Linked DNA regions of Mus musculus: region 1 is linked to region 2. Evidence: chromatin contacts called from public HiChIP or PLAC-seq data. All regions are on one chromosome and are shown on one strand. The core of a region is the stretch at or near the end of the contact, and the rest is flanking DNA. Distances in the headings are between cores, read along the strand shown. Region 1 holds the start of Sema4b (sema domain, immunoglobulin domain (Ig), transmembrane domain (TM) and short cytoplasmic domain, (semaphorin) 4B). Region 2 overlaps Zfp710 (zinc finger protein 710).

Region 1 (7,576 bases), core at 1,711-4,210, 110 kb after region 2:
CCCTTTCTCTCTGAGTCACACTATTGACTAATGGGTTGTATTTTCATTTGCTGCATTAGAATCCATTACTTATGCTGTTTGATAACCAAATGGCCATCCGCCTGGCTCCTCTCCACGCGGCCATCAGACTGTCTCTTCAGGCATGGCCTCATTAGGCTTTGCTTTGCTTTCAGGCCCAACAAAATGAGCTCTTTACCTTGTACTTAAGGAGAGCGCTCTGCTTTTATAGAAGAGCGGTGTGCAGAAACCAAGATCTGGAGGCTAAATCTGCACACCCATTATTTTTATCAGTAACTTGATTAAAGGTCTAAGGAATACTTAGCCAAATTTACGATGACTCAAAAACCAGGAAAGGAGGTGCCAAATGTATGATAATAGAATCAATATTCAAAACAACCTCCGTGGGATGAAATCTGGGCCAGAACCAATAGATTTAAGAGAGATAATTTTGAAGTCTTGTGTTCAGTTGAAAAAGTTATTGCATAATTTCAGGTTTGGGGCACTTTTCATTAGACAGAAATTGGCATCAGAAGATTGTTTTAGGTTGTTAGCCAACACGAGCCTGTAGTAGTCTGACCCTTGTCATCCTCGGTCACCCAGTCATTCCTTCAACCAACGCTTATTGAAGACGCCTGCCATGTGTACAGGCACCATTCCAGAGGCTTGGGAGGTTGAGCAGGGGAAAGCTGCACCTAGACTTTCATTTTATTTATGTATGTATTTATTTAAGTTCTGTTTTCGGTTTGTTGTTGTCTGAGACAGAGTTTCACATAGCCTCGATTGGCCTCAAGCTTGTTATGTACCTGAGGCTGCCTTGGATTCCTGATCCTACCCGCCCTTCACCTGCCAAGTGCTAGAATTAAATACCACCATTTCCAGCTGACTTTAGAAATTTATTTTCAGCCGGGCAGTGGTGGTACATGCTTTTAGTCCCAGTACTTGGGGGGTGGGGGTGGGGGTCAGAGGAAGGAGGATTTTTGTGAGTTCAAGGCTAGCCTGGTCTACAGGAGTTCCAGGACAGTCAAGACTACACGGAGAAACCTGGTATCATAAATAAAGACAGCCAGACAGATAAGATAAATGAATCTGAGGCTGGAGTGATGGCTCAGCAATAAGAGCGCTGGCTGCTCTTCTGGAGGCCCCGGGTTCAATTCCCAGCATCTTCTTTTATTTATTTATTTATTTATTTATTTATTTATTATATGTAAGTACACTGTAGCTGTCTTCAGACACTCCAGAAGAGGGAGTCAGATCTCGTTATGGATGGTTGTGAGCCACCATGTGGTTGCTGGGATTTGAACTCAGGACCTTCAGAAGAGCAGTCGGGTGCTCTTACCCACTGAGCCATCTCACCAGCCCTCCCAGCATCTTCATAACTGGAGTCAGGAACTCCAGTTCCAGGGAGTCTCAAACCCTCACACTGACAGATACATGTAAAAAAAAATTTTTTTTTTTAGACAGGATATCTCTGTGTAGCCTTGCTGTCCTGGAACTGGCTCTGTAAAACTCAAGAGATCTTCCTGCTTCTGACTCCCAGGTTGATGGGATTAAAGGCCTGGGCTACAGGCCTGACCTTGAAACAGTATTTAAAGTGCTATTTATTTCATGTGCATTGGTGTTTTGCCTGCATATATATTTTATGTTACACACACAAACACACAGGTCAGAGGTCACAGCTTGTGGAGTAGACTCTGTCTACTGTGTTTGAGAAGAGATTAACAGGAGGAAAGGAAGCAGCAGTTAGAGCAGAAACAGTACATTTCAGATGATGGGTTAACCAGTGCAATTGGACATGTGGCATATGAGAAAAGACACGAGACTGTAGAAGGATGTCAGGGTGGTGACAGTACAGGAGTTGTGGAGCATGGGGAAGTCTGGATGTAAGAAAGAAGACCTGAGACCATCCAAGAGCTTGTCTGCTCTGACTGCCACCTGCCTGTGGGGGTGGGGAGGAGAGTAGAAAGATGTGGCTCTGGAACTGCCCACATGGGCACACATGGGCAGCAGCGAGTGCAGTGTAGCTTCGACAACTGCAGAAAAGTCTGGGGGAAGTGGTTTCATTGCCACAAGAACAATGAACACATATTTTTAAGTTTTTAATTTTATCCATTCACCTAGGAAAAGCTGAAACGGGTTTCCAAAACCTTGATGTCTTTGTTGATCTCCCCCTCTTTATTTCCCTCTATTCCTTTGCTGTGGCTCCACCAAATTGACTTCAGATTGGGGTACCTGCGGGTGGATACCTCTGGCGTCTCATTCCAGCCTTAGGGAATCCTTTCCTATGCTCAGCCACGTGCTGGTTGTGGGGGGGAAGGTCTAGCCTCTTTGGCAGTGCAGTCCGTGAAATCCTAATTATCCCACTTGAACTGATTCTGCGCCGGCCCCGGGCTTCGCGTGGACAGAATTCTAAGCATGGACAACCGAGCAGAGTATCTAGATTCTAGACCATGCATAGACCTCTCGCGGAAGTAAGACTGGAAAGCTACCAGTCTCCGTCTCAGAGTCTGCACAGCTCCCAGAGCGGGGGTGGGGGTAGGTAGGGGGCATGTGGGGCAGGGTTCCCGGGAGCCGGAAGGAGGGCGGGTCCGTGCGGCTTTGCGAGCTCCTCGGTCTCCGGGCTTCAGGTCCCCAGGCTCTGCTCCGCTCCCCCTCCCCCCCAGTGCCCCAAGTCGGGTGACTCGATCCAGCGCCCCTCGTACTTCAGCGCCCAGGAAGGAGGAAGGGGAAAGAGCTGGGCAAGGACCAGCTAGGAGGCCCGCCTACCCGTCGACTTCCTGCTCCGCGCCCTCCTCCCTGCGGCGAGAGCGCGGGGCTTTCACCCGCAGCACTGGGCAGAGGGAGCCTACGGTGCGGCGGCCCACGTGACCACCTTCCCTGCCGCCCACCCCCAGGTCCAGAGGCGGAGGCCGAGGGAAGGACTCCGGGCCGAACCGCGGGGCGGGGCTCCAGCCTGCGATTCCACTTGAGCAACCTGAGCCGGAGGAGGACGCCGCTGCCTGCTGCGGTCCGAGCTCCACGCGCCGCGATGGGCCGGGCGAGCCGCTCCGCTGTCCTGCGGCGCGCGCTGCTGCTGCTGCTGCTACTGCTGCTGCTGCGGACGACGACTACGCGGGCGCTCGGCCCCCGGATCAGTGTGCCGCTGGGTAAGTGCTATGGGGCGCGGCAGAAGGAGGGGAGCGCGGGCAACGAGATGCTTGGTGGGGTGGCCACGACAAAGGAGAGGTTGAGGTCCACTAGGACCAGGAAAGCAGTTGTGGTCAAAGCGAAAGAGGAGGGAAAGCTAGGGAGCTGAGAGCCCTTTTCTTCCATTTTCTATCTGGACTTGGAGAGGGCCGCTTTCTTGCTCGGTTGCAGCTGCTCTTGCTCGGAGGGAGCACACTCGGCACTAGGGGCCTCAGGTGCCAGCCATCCTGCCTACTCATTTACTTGTCTTTGATGCTGACCAGAGTCAGCCTTGGAGCCACCAACGGCACGGGGCTGAGGGCACTGCTGCTGGCCGTGCTATAAACTCTGGGCTTATGATATTCTCAGTCAGCCACAGCAGAGCCTGGAGTTTGGCGGGTGGGTGCCAGGTCTTTCCTCCCTGCCGGCCCATCTCTGACTGATCGACCTGGAGAATTCACCCCCTACTCCAAACACAGGGACTTGGAAACTGACATTGCGAAGACCCATCTGTACCCTGTCTAGAGGGGCCTGAGGGTATCACCCTGGTGGGCCACATTCCTTTTTTGGTGGTTTACAGCTGCCCCTGGCTGCCTGTGTTTCCAATCCTCCACTCATTCTTTACTTCCCTTAGTCTGATCGCCCCTGAACCTTTTCCAGGGAACCTCAACGTTTGGAATTCTAGGGACTTAGCCCAGTAAGTACTTCCTACTGCCCGCACTCCAGCTTCCTCCCCTGCAAAGTCGCCTCAGGCTTAGATACCTTGCAAAGTCATCTTGGGAAATTCATAAAACTTGGTGCATTCGGAGGGCATCAGGCACATAGGTGCCAACAGACAATGTTTGGCCAAACCCCTCTAAATTGCAAACTGTCACTGTGAGTTAGTGCATAAATTAGAGGTTACAGACTAAAACTCTACCAGACTTCCTACTCCATATTTGCATCCCCACCCCTAAAAGCATCCCATTTGCAAAAGGATAGAATCAGCTCTTCAGTTAAGGCCCCTAACAGGATCTCAGTCCCTTATCCAAAACATTGTTGGTAGCTCAAGTTCAAATCCTGTCTCAGCCACTTAGTTCCCACATGACCTTAAGTAAACAACTTCTCTGTGCCTTGATTTCTTCATCTGTAAAATGGGATATTAGCGCCTTGCTCAAGGCGCAGCTCATTACCAGTTGCAAAGTCCTTAGGATAGGGCTTGGTACAGAAACCTCTCAGCGGGTGTTTGCTGTCATTCTTGTTATGTTAAACTCGGACCACTCCTGCATGGAACTGGGTGGTTCGCTGTGGGTGGGGATGGTTCTAGAGTTCACTGCTGCTCCTTGGGAGTTCTGTTCTTGAAGTGAGAAATGACTGAAATCGGAACCCAGGACTGATGCTCTGCCACTTTAAAACACTTACTTAGCTTGTGTGTGGGTGTAAGGGCACACGAAAACATGACGTACATGTGGAGGTCAGTGAGGTCAGAGGGCAGCTGGTGAAATCCTCCCTCAGCCGTGTGGATCTCAGGACCTAAGCTCAGGTCCTCAGGTTTGGTGTCAAAAATCCCTTTCCCTGATGCGCCACCTCCCCATGACCCCCTCACCTTGTTGACCCAGGGTGGAGGTATGAGCTAGGTATGGAACCTGTCCTGTGTTAGGTGTGTTAGGCTCTGAGCCATACATACCCCTTGCTGCTTCTGTCATCCTGTGTTTCCCTAGAGCTCTCAGCCCTCCCGAGGCTGCAACCCTTTAATGCAGTCCCTCAGGTTGTGATGACCCCCAACCATAAATTACTTTTGTTACTGCTTCATAGTTGTAAATTTGCTAATGGGCTGAGGCCCGCATGTTGAGAGCTGCTGTCCCAGCCGTAAGGAAGGGGCTGTGAGATAGAGACACGTGCCCCTGTGGATCCCGCTTACGCCTGGGGAAGGCAGGACTAGCTTTTGGGGCTACACCAAACACAGTAGGTCTTTTGCCTTAGGGAGTGATGTGAAGACTTGATAGGGGCGTAGAGAGGCCCTTCTTCCTGGGAGAGCATCTGTCTTGGGTTAGCTGTATAGTTCCAGGACCTGGCCACCTCCCACAATTCCCTGATCATTCAAGGCTGCCACAGGTGGGCAGTGTGTGACTTGTGCACTGTACAGAGGTATTTAGCTGAGGGGTTGAAAGGGCTGGCAGGCCAGGAACACAATTTTATTGTGTTTGCGGGACGGATTCTAGGTTCTGCCTGGGGGGGGGGATGGGGGGGGGATGCTTTTTCAGTCCTCCCTAAGCTCTGCAGCGTTGTAGCCATGCCCAGCCACCTCACCACTGGGTGTGCATCCACACCTGACTGAGCTCCCCGCCACCACAGAGCTTTACCTTCCAGGGCCTCCACAGCACCCTTGAGACCTGCTTCTGCTTCCTTTCCTCCCAACTACAGGAAGGTCCTGTGGCTGGAGTCCCACATGGGGAATGCCCTGGTGACTGAACTGGCTCGCCCTTTGAGTCTGACCTGAGACAGTTTCCTGTCTCATCCCTGGGGGCTTGTTAGATGTTCCTGGCATTGTACCCATCCTTGGCAGGCCCATGGTGACCATGGGTGCCTGGCCCAAGGCCTTTTTAGCCTTCTGACACAGGCAGGCCTATCAGGGATTGCACAGAACTGAGACCACACCCCTTTTCCCACCACCTGAACTGAATTCCCACCCAAGTCTACTCTCAAGAACCTGAGCTTAGGGATAGTGGACTTCATCTGTGATCTAAAACCAAGTCCCTTGAAGTGGGAAGGTCCAGTTTATTCTGCATCTAGGGGCTCATAGAGAACTCTCATTCCTGCTGATGGTTCTTGGGAGCCCTTAGCTTGGAGGTGTTCTTGTGACTTCACCTAATGGTTAGGAGAGGGAAGGAAGACCCGGGACATTTTGGGTGAGAGTCGGGAGCGGCCATGAGGATTCCTAAGCCAGCTGGAAGTCTGTGAAAGTCATGCTTCAGAGCAGAGCATGAAATTTGGGTTCTTTTACAATGGAAACTCCACTCCAGGGCTGTAAAGTGGGGTACGAGCAGGAATCTGGCCTTGAAGAAGCAAAACAAAACTGCTCCCACAGCCTACTGAAGTCTGGTGGAACCACCTTATTTGGGCAATTAAAAGAGTTATTAATGTCTCCCAGCCCCAGAGACGTCCTGCTCTGGAAAGTGTATGAACCAGATTGGAATTAAATCTGTAGGCCTGCAAAACGCAGTCAACAAAACCCCATTGAATGCAGAAAACAAGGCACTTGGCACGAGCCAGCTGCCCGTCTGAGTCAAGGATGCCCGAGTGGCCCCTGTGCTGGCCGCGGTTCTGGTTCCCTCTTGCCTGCTATTGACCTCTGCCTCACATGACCTCGGCCCAGCGTGAGACTCTGTAGTTCTGTCTCGTATGTGGGCCTGTTCATGACCCTTCAGAGGCACGTGGATGGTGGAGAGCTTCAAGAATGGGGGCTGAGAGCCAATCTGGGAAAGCTGGCTCACCACTCTCATCAAAGGACACATCAAATGGCAAGCAGTGGCCTTCTTAAGCCTGTATCCTTGTCCACAGAACCAGAAGAATAGCAGGACCCATCTCCCAGGCTCCTGAGAGGATTATGGAAATAGCATATGTAAAGTGCTTGGCGTGAGTCCCGACACATGCAGCCTGCCCATGCCCATGGAAGGGAGCAGCGTCTGCTGCATGCTACCCTGCCCAAGCCCACCAGCCTTCCTGCAGGAGGTGGATGCTGAGTTGGTGGCGCCTGCTCTGCCCAGGTCCCAGGGTCGATGGGAGGTCATTCCCACTGACTTGCTTAGGTTTGCCCCCATTTCAAGAGCTTATGGTTTTGTCCCTTTCAGCGTTATTCTGTGACTCAGGACCCTCCAGTGCTTGGGACTGGATTTTGCCTCATGCCCCCACCCCCCACCTTTGCTGCTGCTCTCTGCTCTGTGGAAGTCATTCAGCTGGTGCTGTGCCTCCTACATTTGTAGAGTGTGGGAGGAACTTGTGATGTACTGCATAGTGTAGTCATCTTCTGGTTGATGGGACCTGGTTGAGAGGTCTGCAAAGTCAATGTCACCATACATATCTCCCTTTTTAGAGCCCGTGGCCCTTGTCCCATCTCTGTGGTTGCTTAGGCTGGGTCAGGGCTCAGAAACTTCTGGTGGAGCCCTCCCTGCACCCTAGGGGAAAGAGGATCAACAGAACTAGTGCCGTGCTCTGTGCCTTCCCTCTCCCGATCAGAATCTGGGAGAGCTCTGTCTCATAAGACTACACTGTATAGCCACTTTCCCCAGTTGGCCCTCCCTGCTCTTTACCTCTGACCTCCCTGTCCTGGAAGAGTTTGCCACATCAGGAAAGAAGCCAGCTTCCCCTAGGGGACAGTGTCATCGTGACACAGGGAACTTGCTTCTTGCCATCCTGATGACCACAAGCCTTTCCT
Region 2 (6,849 bases), core at 3,075-5,574:
AAAAAAACCTGGAGGATGCAACATCTGGATGACTGTTATGAGACGTCCCCACGTCTGTCTGGTCGCAGCAGAGCTGACCATTCTATTGTGGGGCGGTAGCTTTCAATTGTACGGACAGGAGGCAGCTGAAGGTGCACCTGAGGTTCCTCCCTAAGCTAAGCCTTCAGTGTGTTGGCAGCAGCTAGGTGGGTTGACTAAGCCACTACAGACTGCTAGGGACTTGGATTTGGAGCATCTGGCCAGTAAATGGCCTAGAATTTCTGGCAGAGGTGACATTGTGGCTTGTTCTAGGTAGCCTTTCAATAGTCTTACTATGGCTATGTTGGTAGGTAAGCAAGAACCCTATAGCCTACATCTGGATGTTCTCTGTAGCCCCTTGATACACATTGTCTGGAGTGGACGTGTGGAGTAGGCTTAGCTTTGCCCCAGACCTGCTGCTGAGTGAGAATCCTCATTACCAAAGGCTCTCTGTTCCTTGCCTGATGTATCTCCCTAGAATCTCCTCAGAACTGACATAAACTGCTGGGCTTCCAGCAGTTTCTAGGAGTGGGATGAGGGGATTGCATATCCAACAGGCTCCCCTTTGGATAGCTTTGATATAGGATGACATCTCAAATTGGCTGCCCATGGGAGCCCCTTGAAAATTCTCCCTTAACATTTATATGTATGGGTTTTTTGCTTTCATGTATGTCTGTTTGCCACAGGCTTGCCTAGTGGAGTGGGGGGGGGGGGGCGGCTGTCAGATCCGCTGGGGCTGGGGTTACAGACACAGACACCACGTGGGTGCTGGCAATCATTCCGGGGTCTGTGGGAGAATGCCTGTGCATTAAACACTGAGCCATCTCTGCAGCTCAGTGAAGAATGTTGTTAATACTGATGGCTGGGTCTGAATCCCGGAGGTGCCGGGCTGGGGGTTGGGTTTTGAAGCCCTTTGGACTCTTCGCTAAACATCTGTTGGGGAGCGTCACTACAGTGGACTTGCCTTGCAGCTAGTCGCCAGCAGACACCAAGCCAGCCTAGTCCTTTTGCAAACAAGTGAAGTCATCAAGCCTGGTTCTCTGGGTAAGGGAGCAATCTCTTTCCTCGTTTCCAGGGATGCTTAGCACTGCTGCTAGAGCAGCTGGATGCTCGTATGCCTCTTCTAGTTCAACACAGTCTGCAATTCTATGCGGAGTTCAAGGCCAGCCTGAGGTACTTGCCTGAAGCAATGGGCGTAATGGAGACAAAGTGGGCACACCAAATTTGACCTGTAATAAATAAGCAGCGGTGGTATATGATGGGATGGCAGTAAGAACAGACGGAGAACCACCTAGGCTTGGTTCAGATTCAACAGTTTGGAAGTATTGGAGATAACTCAGTGGGTAGCGCTAGCTTAGCATGCACAAGGTTTGACCCCAGCACCCTATAAATTGGGTGTGGTGGTGCATTTTGGAGGTGTAGACAAGAGTACCAAAAGTTCAAGGTCATCTTTAACTATATAATGAGTTTGAGGATAGCCTGAGCTACATAAAAATCTAGTCAAAAGAGAGAGAAAGCCATGCATGGTGGAGCACATCTTTAATCCCAGCACTGGGGAGGCACAAGCGGGCCAGCCTGGTCTAGTAAGTTCCAGGACAGCCAGGGCTACAACAGAAACCCTGTATCCAAAAAAATAAAATAAAATGAAATGAAATAAAATAAAATAAAATAAAATAAAATAAAATGCGGAGAGAGGGATTGAAAGCCTGGGCCATCTTTAAAGTCAGGTGAATATTATCAGAGTTAGGCTACCTCTGTGAGACCCCCACATGACTGGCATTTTCGTTTGCACTCACGGTATAACAGTAGCCACCAGGACATTGCTTCCTGGCACATCCAGGAAAGGGACCTGTCCTCCTTCTTTAAAATCAATAACGTGCCAGCAAGCATTTTCTTCTGACCCAGTGGTCAGATTTAGGTTCCTAAGCCACTCATTGGCAGAGGAGGGTGATTTTGACCCCCAGGGAATAGATAGATATATGCATAGATATAGATAACTGGGAAGATACTCCTGGCATCAGATGGGAAGAGTGCAGGACCCTGTGATGTCCTGCAGTGGCCTACCACAAAGGATTGTGGCCCCAGATGTTAGTGATGCCAAGGTTGAGACGCCCACCTTGGACCTATCAGGGTGAGCCCTGGGCTAGGTCTGTTTCCCCCAACTACCAAAGTTCTTCAGTGGGCAGGGGCAAAACCCACTCCGTTGGCCAGCCTCAGTCCCTACCAGCCAACCCCCACCCCCACCCCACCCCCCGGGCTACTTGTTCATACCAGTCCATGTCTCTTCAGGGGGCACTCTGCTATGTCACAACAGCAAACTTTATAGTAAGATTCCAATTTGACAGAATTACAAGGTACCTCTCAGACCTCCTCCTGTCTCCAGAGATGCTTTGACAAACCTACCTTGCTTGGCTGAGTTTGTCCTTGGAGAGCCCAGGACCAGGGTAGGGCTGGTTTGGTGCAGTAATGTAGAAAAACTACTCCTGCCGGTGCTCCTGAAGTAGAGCTTTGCAAGTTCACAGGAGCACTTGTGGGATGGCTGGGAGGTTGATCAGCCTTTCGGTGTACACGATGAGGTTGCAGGCAAACATTGGATGAGGTGAGGTCTGGGGAGCACTTGGCATGCAGTGGGTACTACATGAGTCCCATAGCAAAGGGGGAACCAGTGATAGGCATTGCAGGTGACCCAGGAGGGCTTAGTGACCTAGCAGGGACAAGGCCCTTCCTTGTACACCTAGCAGTAGGGTTTGTAACTGCCTGGATACGAAGACGGAGGAAACAGAGGCTGGACTTTAAGGTCCACCCCCGTTCCCCCCTTCTTGCAGGATGCTGGGGATGCCCAGTGGTTAGGCCTAACTGTGCCTCTCTCTTATAGACCCCATGATGGAGCTGGCAGGCCCTGACCCCTCTGAACTTGACAACCATCAGGAGATGGAGGACTTCGAGGAAAACGCCTACACCTACAGCAGTGTGGACAGCAGCGCGGAGGCCAGCACCCTCACTGAGCAGGCCATGAAAGAGATGGCCTACTACAATGTGCTATAGCAGGCCGCTGAGTGGGCGGGGAGGGCGCAGGGTGAGACCCACATACTGAGGGCTGCCCCTCTGCAGCCCAGAACCAAGCTACTGCCCACTGCCTGGCCCTCCTCCCCCCCAACCCTCAAATCATTTGCACCACTAGGGATCTTTAGACCAAATGGAGACTCTACTACTGTCCTTGCAGGGAGCTGGCCACAGGCCTAGGCATCCCGGTGAGGGAAAGGTAACCAGGAGGTCCGCATCTGGTTCTCCTTGGCCTGCTGCTGTGCGTGGGCAGGGGGAATGCCAGTGAGGCCTCTTACAGGCACAGACTTAGAGGTCTTCCCCAAGCCACCTCAGGCGCGGAGGCGCTCTCCAGGAAGAGAATGCTTGAGCCAGGCCTTGTCTCTCTTCTGCACCGACTCTGGCCTTTAAGGACATCTGAACCCCTGCACTGGCCGACACTGCCCACCCCCACCCTGGTCAGACCCAAGAACCTCTTCCCTCCCCCTATCACTCAAGAGCCAGGCAGGGCACTCTGCCTTCTACCTCCTGGGCCTCCCCTTGCTCCATGCAGGCATGCATGCGGCCCTAGCCCTGGCCCTGCCTGTCGGAGAGCTGAGGGGAGTCCAGCCTCCAGAGCACCCTCCCAGCTGGCCTGCAGAGCTCCCCTGCCCCAGCCTCGTTTGAAAGAATGTCCCTAATGTGCATTTCAACACAGTTCATCCAGGTCTGTTCCAAGCTAAGGTACCAACCACAGGGTCCTCACCAAACAAACCCAGGACATGCCCTGCATCTGGCAAGCATTAACAAAGATAGATGGCGGCTCCTTGAGCCAGCGGGGAGGGAGGGTCGGGGTGACATCTCTGGGACCAAGAGTGGCTGTCCTCAGGGGAAGCCAAGGAAGACCACCCGTGGGAAGAGGGGAACTAGAATGGTTTTGGTTTTGGTTTTTTATGAGCAAGCAGGTGTCGTGGGGAGTGGGTGAGCTGTGGCTCAGCCGGCTCCGGAGGAAGAGCAACATGTTTAACTGAAGACCAGAGAGAGGGAGGGGAAAATTCTGTTTGCAGCAAGAAGGGTATTGTGAAAGAAATTTATGTTTTCCTTTCCAACTCTCCTGTCTATCATCTTTGATGGAGAGGGGTTTTTTTTGGTTTCTGTTTCTATTGGTTTGTTTTGGGTTTTTTTTTTTTTTTTTGGTTTTTGGTTCGTCCAAGCCTCAGCTTTCTTGTGTGCTGTGTGTACTTCCTGCCTCCCTTTCCGAAAGCAGCCATGCCTGAGGGGCCCTGGCCCAGGTGTATCACTAGCTGGGAGCCTCAGAAGGCTAAGGCAGGAGGGAAGTGGGGGAGGCAGAGAACCTACCCGGCCCTCTCCAGTCAGCTGGCCCTCTTCACCTGTCCCCTCCCCTCCCCCCTGTCCTCCATCCATAAGCTCGCAAGCACCCAAACCCCTGCCCACAAATCCCAAGGCCCCCAAGGGGAGGAGCAGGCGGGACTAACCCCAAAAAGGCATAGATGAAGCCACCAGCTTTGGCTGAAAAACCAAGAGGGGGAGACCAGCTGAGGCAGAGGGTGTTGATTCGCAGTGTGACAGCCCCCAAGCCAGGCCTCAGGGTGACTGTTCAGGACTGGGGATGAGGGGGACACAGTGGCCCAGGTGTGGTTTCCCATGGCTCCCGGCCTCCCAGGTGCCCATCATGATGACCCTCAGGTGGCAGTGATTAGCTATCACTGTACAAGACATTTATTTCTCCTGCTGAGCAGAAGGCATCACCCCTGCAAACTACCTCTTCCCACAATGACTTTCTCCCTGGTACCAAAAAGCACCCTGTACCTCCTCCTTCTTCTCTTCCTCCTCCTCCTCTCCTGCCAACGCAGTGGCCTTGGTCTTGGAACAGAAGGGAGAAGTCTGGCCTGGGTGGGGTCTCCCACTGTCCCCCAGCCTGCCATTGGCACAACCCCCTTGGGGATGCCATACTGAAAAAGCCCCTGCCCTCGCCTTGTGCCGGGCAAAGCGGAGAGGAAGGCACAGCACAGTACACAGTTGGAGCTGGAGGTGGTCCTGGCACAGCTCCAGCCTCACCCCTCCCAGGCTTCTGAAAAGGGTGACTCAGAAGCCCTGGCCGAATTCCACTCTAACTTATTTTGACATGTATACAAACCAACTGTTTAGAGATTCCTCTTGTGCAGAGCCCTACTGTGTTTTTATGTTCCTGTTTAAAAAGAGAAGTTTACTTAGCAATAATTATAAATAAATGAATATTCTTTAGCGAGGTGACTGTACGTGCTTCTTGGTGCTCTTGGAGGCCCTTCCCCCCAAGGAGGTCCCAACAAGGCTCCCTAGTCACATGCCAGACAGCATCCCCCTCTGGAACTACAAGACAATCTCAGCCACCTGACCTGCCAGAGAGTTGGGGGGTGGGTGGAGGAGAACATGCTCCGAGTCCCAAGGGCAGGTTTTAGGTCTCTGTAGCCCGGATCTACCTGTGAAGGCCTGGGACAACAGATGAGTTCTCCCACACACAGCTTCTTTTTCCCGGTTGTTTTGAGACTTTTTACAGCAGGCTCACACTGTCTACCTGTGTCTGGCCTAGAACGCAACCATCTTCCTGTCTCAGCTTCCTGAAGCAAGACTACACGTATGTGTGTACACCTGGCCTTTTCAGATTTCCGGCCTCCCCAGTGCTGGGATTTCGGGCATGCACTGCCATCCCTGACTTGTTTCCAAATATTCCCACTCTTGGATCTGCAACATAAAACCTGTGGCTAGAGGCAAGCGATAGATAGTTGGTTAAGAGCACTTGCTGCTCTTCCAGAGGACCCAGGTTCAATTCCTACCACCCACATGGCAGCTCAGCAACTGTCTCTAACTCTAGTTCTAGGGTCTCCAATGCCCTCTTCTGACTTCAGTGGACCCTGTATGTACATGGCACACAGATATACAAACAGGCAAGATACCCCATAAAAATACTAAAATAGTCTTTAAACTGGAGGCTAGGGCTGTGGATCAGGCTTGCTGGGTAAAGTACTTGCCTACTATTCAGGAGACCACCCTGGGTTTGATACCCAGCCCTACATACTCAGTGTTGTGATACTGCCCATGATAACTGCATCCAGGAGGTGGAGACTGGAGGCTAAGAAGTTCAAGGTCATCCTTAATTCTATAGAAATTTGAGGCGAGTCTCGGATACACAAAACCATGTCTTTTAAAAAAAAAAGAAAAAAAGGCAGGCAATGGGGATGAGAATTCAGCTTAAGATCTTACTGATGGGGGCTGGAGAGATGGCTCAGAGGTTAAGAGCACCGACTGCTCTTCCAAAGGTTCTGAGTTCAAATCCCAGCAACCACATGGTGACTCACAACCATCCGTAATGAGATCTGACACCCCCTTCAGGTGAGTCTGAAGACAGCTACTAAATAAATCAAAAAAAAAATCTTACTGATAAAATGCTTGCTAAACTCAATTCCCAGCACTGACAACAACCAACTCCAGATACAGAGAACTGACTGCATTATCAAAGTTACCCTAATCTCCAGCAGGACCAAACAAGCAGAAAGAGAAGTCACTGACTGCACAGCGACAGTGCTTTCCATTGAGTGTATATGGGCTTTGGAACAACATTTCCACATCACTTTTCTAGTTGTGCCAAAGGAGAAACCTGAAGGATGGGAACAGGGGATCCCGGACACACAGAGACCTAGGCAAGCCTGAGCGGGCTTGCAAAGCAGAGACTGGGGGATCTGTTTCTAGTGTATAACCTATAACAGGGCAAATGAGCCTGAGCACAGTCGCATAGGCCCTTAATCCCTGCCT

What was found. HiChIP or PLAC-seq counts read pairs in DNA pulled down with a chosen protein or histone mark.
Region 1: an H3K4me3 HiChIP or PLAC-seq map of the 230-238 cell line shows a contact between it and region 2, with 14 read pairs. The contact joins the promoter of Sema4b here to the enhancer-like site in region 2. A contact is called at or near these places in 6 of 115 datasets of contacts at active chromatin or transcription factors (the 230-238 cell line, CD8 T cells, effector CD8 T cells and 2 more) and 3 of 9 other capture datasets (adipose tissue, liver and pancreatic islet).

The regions. Positions count from the first base shown.
Region 1 is chr7:80,195,628-80,203,203 of GRCm38.p6, forward strand. Sema4b (sema domain, immunoglobulin domain (Ig), transmembrane domain (TM) and short cytoplasmic domain, (semaphorin) 4B) reads left to right here and starts at 2,961. Exons shown (of 14, transcript NM_001360135.2): 1 at 2,961-3,143. The coding sequence starts at 3,026.
Region 2 is chr7:80,087,442-80,094,290 of GRCm38.p6, forward strand. It overlaps Zfp710 (zinc finger protein 710), which reads left to right. Exons shown (of 5, transcript NM_175433.5): 5 at 2,894-5,310. The coding sequence ends at 3,063. Among named protein-coding and RNA genes, the nearest start is that of Gm21057, 16 kb to the left of the region's middle. Within about 2 kb of position 4,325, at least 132 of the 459 cell types and tissues checked have an H3K27ac peak or open chromatin away from gene starts, as enhancers often do. A contact at or near this core is called in the 230-238 cell line, CD8 T cells and effector CD8 T cells, where this site is marked.